2 separate regions of the Sus scrofa genome follow, and region 1 is linked to region 2. Evidence: chromatin contacts called from public HiChIP or PLAC-seq data. All regions are on one chromosome and are shown on one strand. The core of a region is the stretch at or near the end of the contact, and the rest is flanking DNA. Distances in the headings are between cores, read along the strand shown.

What was found. HiChIP or PLAC-seq counts read pairs in DNA pulled down with a chosen protein or histone mark.
Region 1: an H3K27ac HiChIP or PLAC-seq map of alveolar macrophages shows a contact between it and region 2. The contact joins the promoter of STOM here to the promoter of PSMD5 in region 2. A contact is called at or near these places in 1 of 47 Hi-C or Micro-C datasets (liver) and 1 of 2 datasets of contacts at active chromatin or transcription factors (alveolar macrophages).

What each region holds. Positions count from the first base shown.
Region 1 is chr1:261,405,769-261,410,446 of Sscrofa11.1, reverse strand. It overlaps STOM (erythrocyte band 7 integral membrane protein), which reads left to right and starts at 2,734. Exons shown (of 7, transcript XM_021068281.1): 1 at 2,734-2,918. The coding sequence starts at 2,858. It also overlaps the pseudogene LOC110259667.
Region 2 is chr1:260,865,647-260,870,115 of Sscrofa11.1, reverse strand. PSMD5 (26S proteasome non-ATPase regulatory subunit 5) reads left to right here and starts at 1,349. Exons shown (of 10, transcript XM_021068163.1): 1 at 1,349-1,620. The coding sequence starts at 1,448. LOC102164650 (protein CutA homolog) reads right to left here and starts at 1,340. Exons shown (of 6, transcript XM_005660390.3): 1 at 780-1,340. The coding sequence starts at 1,244.

The DNA.
Region 1 (4,678 bases), core at 1,485-3,984, 540 kb before region 2:
TATCCTGTAACTAATAGCTAGAGGAGAAATTCACCAAAATGATAACAATTCTGTTAGAGGCAATAATACTGTAAGTGATTCTTTCTCTCTTCAAATTATTTGTAATTTTATACAAGTCTCAATTTTAAGTCCTCAAAAATTATTCTTTTTTTTTTAGGGCTGCACCTGTAGCATATGGAAGTCCCAGGCCAGGGGCCAAATCAGAGCTACACCACAGCTACAGCCACAGACAGCAACGCAGGATCCATGCTGCATCTGTGACCTATGCCACAGCTCACGGCAATGCCAGATCCTTAACTCACTTAGTTAGGCCAGGAAATTAAACCCACATCCTCACGGATACTAGTCAGATTCGTTTCCACTGCGCCACATTGGGAACTCCCTCAAAAAACATTCTAACTTCTAACCGTTACTGGAAGAAAATTTAGGACTAAAAATCCTCCACAAAGGGAGAGGATGATACACTAATACTTATGTTTAAAGTATGTTTAATCAATACACTTATAAAGAATATGCATGAGAGGCAGAATACACCAGTGCATGGTAAGTGAAATTCAGCATTATAAAATCAAAATCTGTAAACTCCCATCTATCCTGAAAGTCATTTAAAAATCGAGTCAAAACTTGTTCTTAGTTTGGGGCCTGAAATTAGCTCCTGAACTGATGCAATCTGAAACCAGAGCCAGCAAGTGTTTACCAAAGTCTTTTTCCCAAAGGGAAAAGTCTCTTTTCTAATTCTCTAGAAGTGATGCTGTTGGGATTGCCTTGAGAATTGAACAAAGGTAGCAGGTAGGAGTACAAAAAATAAATTCATTCTGAAATATTTTCCTTTCCAGCAAAATCGAAAGCTAAATACTTTTCCACAATATGCAATTTTTAATCAAGCCCTTTTTTTTTCTGGACCCGTGGCTTATGGAAGTTCTTAGGCCAGGGATCAACCTGGAACCCATGCCGCCACAGCCACCCAAGCCGCTTCAGTGACACCAGATCCATAAACCACTGCACCACAATGGGAACTCCAAGCCCTCCTTTACTAGAGGTTTTAATTAGCTGCTTGTGCATTTGCTCCTCTTTCCTGGAAACCGCAGCATAAACAGGAAATCCAGGCCTCTGGGGCTTATTCACTGCAGAATGGAAAAAATGAAGCCATGGACTTTCTCAAGGATGATTTAGAAAGGATCATTAAATTACTGTACTCCCCTCCTTATCTTCTCCAGAAGGCTTATAAACCAAGTGACTGCACAAGCTGTATTCCACCTCCAGGAATATAAACAGCTCTTTTCCCACATGTGGCTGGAAATAAACTTGAGAGCTCTGCACCAGGCTAGTATCACATGCTAGAGTCTACACCCCAAAGCAAAGGCGATCAGCCACTCCCTAACACCTGTTACAATTGTGGGTGCTCCACTTTCTACCCTGACAACCACAAGGCAGAGCTACAACTACAGAGAAACCCTACCATTTCAATTATGTAAACACCACAGGGTTGGGTATTACACAGCCAAAGGGAGATCTTGGTGGTGATGGAACAGTGCTGTTATCTTGACTGCAGTGGTGGTTATACGAATCTATGCATGAGACAATATGGCATAGAACTATGTGTACACTTGTGCCACTCTCAACTTCCTGGCTTTGATATTACAGTTAAGTAAGACATAACCATTGGGGGAAACTGGGTAGCGGGTACACATAACCTCTCCGTACTGTCTTTGCAACTTCCTGTGAATCTGTATTTATTTCAAAATAAAATGGTTTTACAAGTGCACCTGCTGGTGCACATCACCCTGCTTTGGACGGTTTGCATTAGGACAAGTCATGGAGAATACAACAGAGCCTGGTTTTCAAATGTGAAGTTTCAGTCACCACCTAACGCAAAGCTTGAGGTCGGGGATACCCTTGCCTGTGCTTTTCCCTCCTCCTGGAATTCCCTTTCTGACCTCCCGTGTCCCGCCTGTCCCCCTTCCCAAGGCCGGCTCCTTTTCATCGTTGAGGTCACAGGTCAATGCCACCGCCTTACAGAGGTCTTTCCTTGTCCCCGTAACTAATGCAGCTGCCTTCGGCTATCCTGAGTCCCCTGCGCCCTTCCTCGAGATCTTCCCCACGTGACGATTTGGCTTGTTTGCTTGCTGGTTACCTGTGTCAATGCCACGGGGGCGGGCCCGCTCTACACCCAGCAATGAGCACGCTGCTCGGTGATGGCAGGAGCTCAGAAAGGATTGTATTTGAATAAACGCACCTCACTCGAATTCATTCCCTTAGGCTCGAGGGTGGTGGCACGGTTTCTTCCCCTCACACCATCGGTCCTCTCAGGTCAGGGCGGGCCTCGTCCCCCTCACTTTGGCACACGGGTGCCCCTCGGCCTCCTCCCCTCATTCGGACCCCACCTCGCCCAATGAGGGCACCATTTTCCTCTAAGTCTTCTGCCCAGAAGGGCGCCTTTTTCTTTTTCGTAGCCTTTTCTCAGGCCATCACTCAACTTCCCCTCCCCTCTCTCTTCAGCAGCCGCCCCCCCGGCTCCACGGCTTCTGCCTCTCCCTTCCGGTGCCTTCTCTCCCTTCCGGTGCTGCCAGAGTCCGGATCCCCTCTTTCGGGGCGCCTCGCCCCTCAGGCCACGCCCCCCAGCCCGGGGACTTGAGGGAAGCGCCCCAGAAGCGGCTGCACCGGAGGGGAGGGCGGTGGAGGGTGGGGGCGTGTCCTCCTTGGTCCTGGGCGTCGATTGGCCCGGCCTCAGGGAGGGGGCGGGACCGCTGCCTGGGTCTCGAGATCCTGAGTCTTCGCGGGGCATTCCTCTCAGCTCCTTCTCCAGCCCCGGACCTGGTGACTGCGACGCAAGAGTAGCTACTCTGGTTCGGGCAGCATGTCTGACAAGCGGCCAGCAGCGGACGCCCAAGCTCGGCGGCTCCCCGACTCCTTCAAGGGTGAGCCCCGTGCCCCTGACGAGGCCCTTGGGGTCTCCCGCCCACCCCTTAACCCTCCCCTCGGAAACTAGCCCCAGCCCAGAGGTTCCAGGACTGTGTCCAATGTTTCTTAGACAAGCGACCGCTGCCCAAAGCCGCGGTTTCCCCACTTGTGCGCTGAGGATGACGAGCCCTGCTTCTCGGGCTGGGAGTTAGGTTTAGGAATGTTAAGGTGCAGAGTGCACACCCGGTGCTCGGCACTGAGTGGAAGCGCCAACAGAGGGCGCGTCTCCGATGTTCATAGCCAGAGCAGGGGCTTGCGTTATCCAGCGGCTGCCAGATGCCAGGCCCTGTGCCAGCGCTTTCTGCTCATTATCTCGTGGCACGCACGCGGATGTGGAAATGCAAGAGAGACTGGAGGCCAGCGAGTGATGCAGCCGCGATCCAAAGGCGCACGCCACACCCAGGGCCTGCTTTTCCCTTCCCTCTTCCTCGGAGGCCAGCTCCACCACCCCGCCTTCGCCCACCCCGAGTGAGCCTCCCTCCGCCTGAACTGGAAAGAATTCCTGCTCCCCACCCTGGCCAATTTCCTATTAGCCGCAAGACAGACCTGTATGGTTTCTCCACAAGTGCCTGACATATTTGCAGAAAAAAGAAGAAAGTCTCTGTTTGGCATTCTTCCCATATCTCTTAGCAGCTTCACTTTCTGCCCCCTTTACTTCCTTTGTCCTAGGAACCTCGCCTTCAGGGCTTTTGTTCCTCACAAAGCACAAGTTCCCTACCCTATCAGGGCCTTCCCGATCTTGAAGGCAGAAATCGTGTGAGTGGCTCAGTGTGTTCCCATGTGAAGGAACTAGTACCCTTGAGAGGGGTATCACCTTGAACCTTTATGGCTAACTCCTTGGGGAGGAGGGAGGGTTTCATAAAGAGAGGCAGTAAACCCCTCTGGGTACCGGTTCCTCCCAGAGGCGCTTAGAGGTCCAAAGGAATTATTTCTAAGGATGGAATTTCAGATGGAATGATATAGTGAAAGAAATTTAAAGGACTGGGTGGGCTTTTACAGCACCGCACAAAGAACACTGTGCTGGCCGCATCTATTCTGATTATTTTGTAATTCCAGCCTTGTCCACTGATCCTGTCTTTCCCAGTTTCCCTTCACCAGCAATCTTTGTCTTTAGTTCCTTCAGGAACATCAAAGGAATTATAAAAAATCTTAATCCCTCACTTGTCTCTGCTAAGTACATTGGAGAGTTATCTTCCCAAAGCAGGGGAATGTAACAGGGAGGATGTTTTGAAGTCACAAATTTCTAAGGAATGGAGCCCTACTTTAAGTCTGAGTTTGCCCATATAAAAATTGTGCAGTCTGCCTCTTTGATAGTTGTCATTTCCTAGAAAGGGAGGTGGCAGGATCCTTTCCTCTGTGCCCTGACCTGGAGGGAGACTAAAGGGCTATGGGAACAAGGTTAGAAGTTTGGTGAAACTGCAGTGGGAAATCTGCAACCTGTAGTTCTTTTGGAATAAGCATGATCTTTGTACTTAATGTTAGTTGTTTTTCATGGTTACAGACCAACTTTCACTCCCAAGTTCTTTTTCTTGGTTCTACACTTCACTAATTTTTAGACAGAAATCTTTTAAGAATCTGATGAAAGCTATGCACCCTCTCCTCTGAAAATCATACATACAAACACAATTTTGCTTGGTCTATGTCACCTTTTTTCATTTTTCTTTAATTATTTCTTTATTTTGCTTTTTATGGCTGCACCTGTGGTATGTGGAAGTTA
Region 2 (4,469 bases), core at 100-2,599:
CAATCTCTGGCCTCGTTCAGTGGGTTAAAGATCTGGCTTGCCATGTGGTGTAGGTCGCAGACCCAGCTCGGATCCTACATGGCTGTGGGGAGGCTGGCAGCTGCAGCTCCGATGTGACCCCTAGCCTGGGAACTTCCATATGGCGCACCTGTGGCCCTAAAAAAGATTTTTTTTTGTTAAATAATTCCAGGTTCGATGAGTAAGACAATTAGGAAACCAATCCAAAATGATGACAGCTGTTAAAGATACTGTTAGTGACCGCCAGAAAACAGGAAGGCGTTTATTTTTTTCCACAAGACAAGTAGGATTAGGATCTTCATAAAGCAGCAACGATTTTTATCATTTTCTCACCTGCATCGATGGCACAAAAAATGAGGGAAAATCTATCCTTAGCTTCCTCTAAACTTTCCGGATTTTTGTTTCTTTCCCCAAAAACACACGAAGGAAAGCACTTTCAAAACAGGCTCATCTCCTTGGCGTTGAAGACCTACTGAGACACAAAGCCTCCGGCTCCCCTCAGTTTCTGGAGTTGCTTGGAATACATGAGAGCCGACTGGGTATTTAACGGTTCTTCCTCCCCCACCAACTTCGAATTTCTCAGACTACAGCCACTTCCCCACTTCTCAAACCATCCCTTGTACGCTGAAAACTTCTCTGGGTTGCCCCCGCAGCTGGCCTTCGGCGTCAGAGACCGGCCCCCTTTGGTCTAATCCTACACCCAAAAGATTAACGCAAGTCTCCATCTTCTCAATGTTTACGACACGGGGAATGCACAGCACCTGGAGTAGATGGCGAAATATGCTGGCCCTGATGGCCTTCTCGTTTTGCTTCAGGATCCGTGTGGTTGCCTGACTGACGCCCAAAGGGCGCCCCACGCCGCCTTTACTCACGCCTTCCTCCAGGTTATCGAGAATTTTCATTTCGTCTTCCAGAGCCATGACCCTCCGCCTCCTCTTAAAACGTCTTTGGCCCGGGAGCAGTACGCCCATCCCTCCGCTCGGCCTAAGACGCTGCTCAAGCTGCAGCGGCCTCCACTTTAACCACTGCTGAGAGCCTGGCTTTAGAGCCGGGGGACGCCCGCAGGGCCGTTTAACCTTCGGTTGGTCCTCATTCTCCCTACTCCGCTTGCGGGGCACTTCCTCTGCCTTCCCTCTCGGTGGGAAAGAAGCAAACAGACCGCAGCATCGGACTGTGGAACTAACAGAGCCGTAGCCAAGATGACACCCCGCGCGACCCCGTAACATCAGCGACCCCAATGGGTCCTGGTCTCGCGAGGCTTAGCAGCCCCTGAGCGCGCGCGGCCGCCAACTCTGAAATGCTATTGGCTCGCCCTGGCTGGTCCCAGTCCTGCCAAAACTCAGGGAACAGAGGCTGCGCCAGGCGGATCTCGCGAGGTTCGGGAAAATGCGCCGGGAAGAGGGCCGGCACATAGGCGGGAGGGGGCAAGATGGCGGCCCAGGTGCTGGCGCTCCTGAGGGAGGTGTCGCGGCTGGAGGCGCCGCTGGAGGAGCTGCGCGCTCTGCAATCGGTGCTGCAGTCGGTGCCACTCAGCGAGCTCCGTGAGCATGCTGCGGAACTGCACCTCGGTCCGCTTTTCTCCCTGCTCAACGAGAACCATCGGTGAGAGGATCCTTCTACTTGAGAAGGGGAGAGTGACACCCCCAGTTATGGAGACAGGGATGGCGTGGTAGCGGGGGAGGCTTTTCCCAGTCTCAGAGAAGGTTGAATTTAGCTGAAATTTCAGAGAGGGGAGGATTCTGGGCTGAAAAGCGAAAGACAGTGTTCAAGTCCAGGCTCTGAGGTGTGCCCCTGGCAGTCGCTTGCCAGGGAGGACTCCACAATCCTATATCGAAGTCCTTGACTTTTCTCCTCCTCTTAAGAAGGGGTACTATCCTGGCAATTTGACCGGATCCATCAATATTTTAAACTCATACCTTTTGATCCAGTAATTCCTGTTATAGAAATTTAACGTAGAGGTATGCTCGCACACAAAATGTACTTTCATGATAGAAGGTGACAGCAAAACAAAAAAAAAAACCTAGGAACAACCTGAATATCCAATAAAAGGGGATTCTTAAATTGATGATACGTGACTATGTAATGCTATGAAGCTATTAGAAAAACTGAGGCAGATCCAGTATGTGGACATGGAAAGATCTCTAATATATGTTGCTGAATAAAAAGAAGAAAATTGAAGCCTTTATGATCTCATTATGTGTAATTTTAGAAAAGGATTACAGGAGTTTCCTGGTGGCTCAGCAGGTTAGGGATTCCACATTGTCACTGCATTGGCTCTAGTTACTCCTGTGGCACAGGTTTGATTCCTGGTCTGGTAACTTCTGAATGCCGGAAGGTGCAGCCAAAAAGGGGGGGTGGGGGCGGTTACAACCCTCCTACACCCTTGTGAACACAGGCCAGTGTAACATTAAGAGTATCTGAAACTATTAACATACAAGTGCAACTTTGAATGGTAGGTTGGCAACTATTTTCATTTTATGTACATCTGTAGTGTTTGATTTTAAACACTTTGTATTTGATCATCTGATAACTTAAAAGACTTTTGAAATGTTTGTGATCCAGAAATTGTAAAAGAGCTTTTCTTCTGGAAGAGAATGAAGCACTGGATCAACACTGGGTGATTTCAGAGGGTTTTCTTGGCTCTGACCTTCTAAAAGTCCTCCCTTTTCATATGTGTTCTCCCTCTGTTAATTTCTCTTAGTTAACATTCAAGTCTGCCTGTGCAATGTCTCTGTCCATTTTAATTCAGGCCCTCATTTTCTCCCTTTTGTTAGGTCTGTTGCATTAGTCTGACTTCTCATTCATTACCTCTGAGCTTCCTTTTCTAGTGTGTCCTTCCCACATTGCAACCACAGTGAACTGCCCAGGTCGTTTGGCTCACATCTTTTCCATGGTTTCCCATTGACTCCAGTGTAAAATCATGACTTGTTAGTCTGGCATTTGGACCTTACAATATGTTTCCACCCTACTTTTCCAGCCTCATCCTTTTTCTCCACTCTACACATTTCATCTGCTCCAGCTACCGCGTGGCAATACTTACTTTCCCTTGAGCATGACTTGGCACTTTCCTAACTTTGTTCACACCAGTCCTTCTAACTGAAATGCCTCACCCTCTCTCCAAATCTGTCCATCCTTTAAGGCCCAGGTGAATTACCACCTCATCCAAAAAGGCTTTCTCAGTCACTACAGTTGGCAAGGGACTGGCCACGGATCTCCAGATCTGTTAACTTCTATTAATGATATTTGACAGTATCGCTTTATGTTATAATTCCATATGTGTTTGTTTCTAATCTGTAAATTCTTTGAAGGCAAAGAATATTTTGTTCATCTCTGCATGCTTCCTAAGGTGTAGCACATAATACAATATATGGCAAATGAGACATTAAACTCATGAATTTTAGAGAGCCCACCTAGTCCAATCACTTTATATTAAAGATGAAGAGAGTTTCAGTGACCACAACATAAGTTAATACCAGAGTTGCAATAGGAACAGAAATTTAGGGGAGTTTGAAGACAAAGTTTCATGGGATAGGTGGTTTATTGAATGGAGGAGCAGTGCTCTAGGAAACAATTTTAATGGAAATTTAAAGATAAAGTTATTCAGAACTCAGCACGTCATAGCTACTAATTACGATTTGTGGGAACATTCATTCTCTGGATAGTGGATTGGCAATATACATTTTCCTGATTAAATCACACAGGTTTATATGTTGGTTTGGGGTTTGGTTTTGTTTTTTGGGTTTTTTTTGTTTGTTTGGTATATGGAGTTCCTGGGCTAGGCCAGGCCAGGGATCAGATCCAAGCTTTAGTTGCAACATAAGCCACAGCTGTGGCAACACGGATCCTTAACCCACTGTGCTGGGCCAAGGATCAAACGTGCATCCCAGTACTCCCAAGATGCCACCAGTCCCGTTGTGCCACAGCGGGAACTCTGGATCTTTGCTGATAGTTATAAATCTAGACTTGACTGGAATTTTTGTGAGGGAAAGTAAGTCCTAAGATTACTTCCTTAAACATAAAAGGCTAACAAGACTGTATGTTATTAATTCTTTGGTTTCTTGATTTCAGAGGGCCACATGTGACCCTGTATCTGTGCATTGTACAGTTTAACCTACTATTGCTTTAAAGAGAAAAAAATTATTGGGAGTTCCTGTTGTGGTGCAGCAGAAATGAATCCGACTAGTATCCATGAGGATGCAGGTTCGATCCCTAGCCTTGCCCAGTGGGTTGGGGATCTGTTGTTGCCCTGAGCTGTGGTGTAGGTGGCAGATGGGACTCAGATCCCTTATTGCCGTGGCTGTGGTGTAGGCCAGCAGCTGTAGCTCCAATTAGACCCCTAACCTGGGACCTTCCATATGCTTTGGCCCTAAAAAGCAAAAAAACCCAAACAAACAAAAAAACACTTTATTGATACATAATTTACCAAAATAAACTGCACGTAGTAAAATACA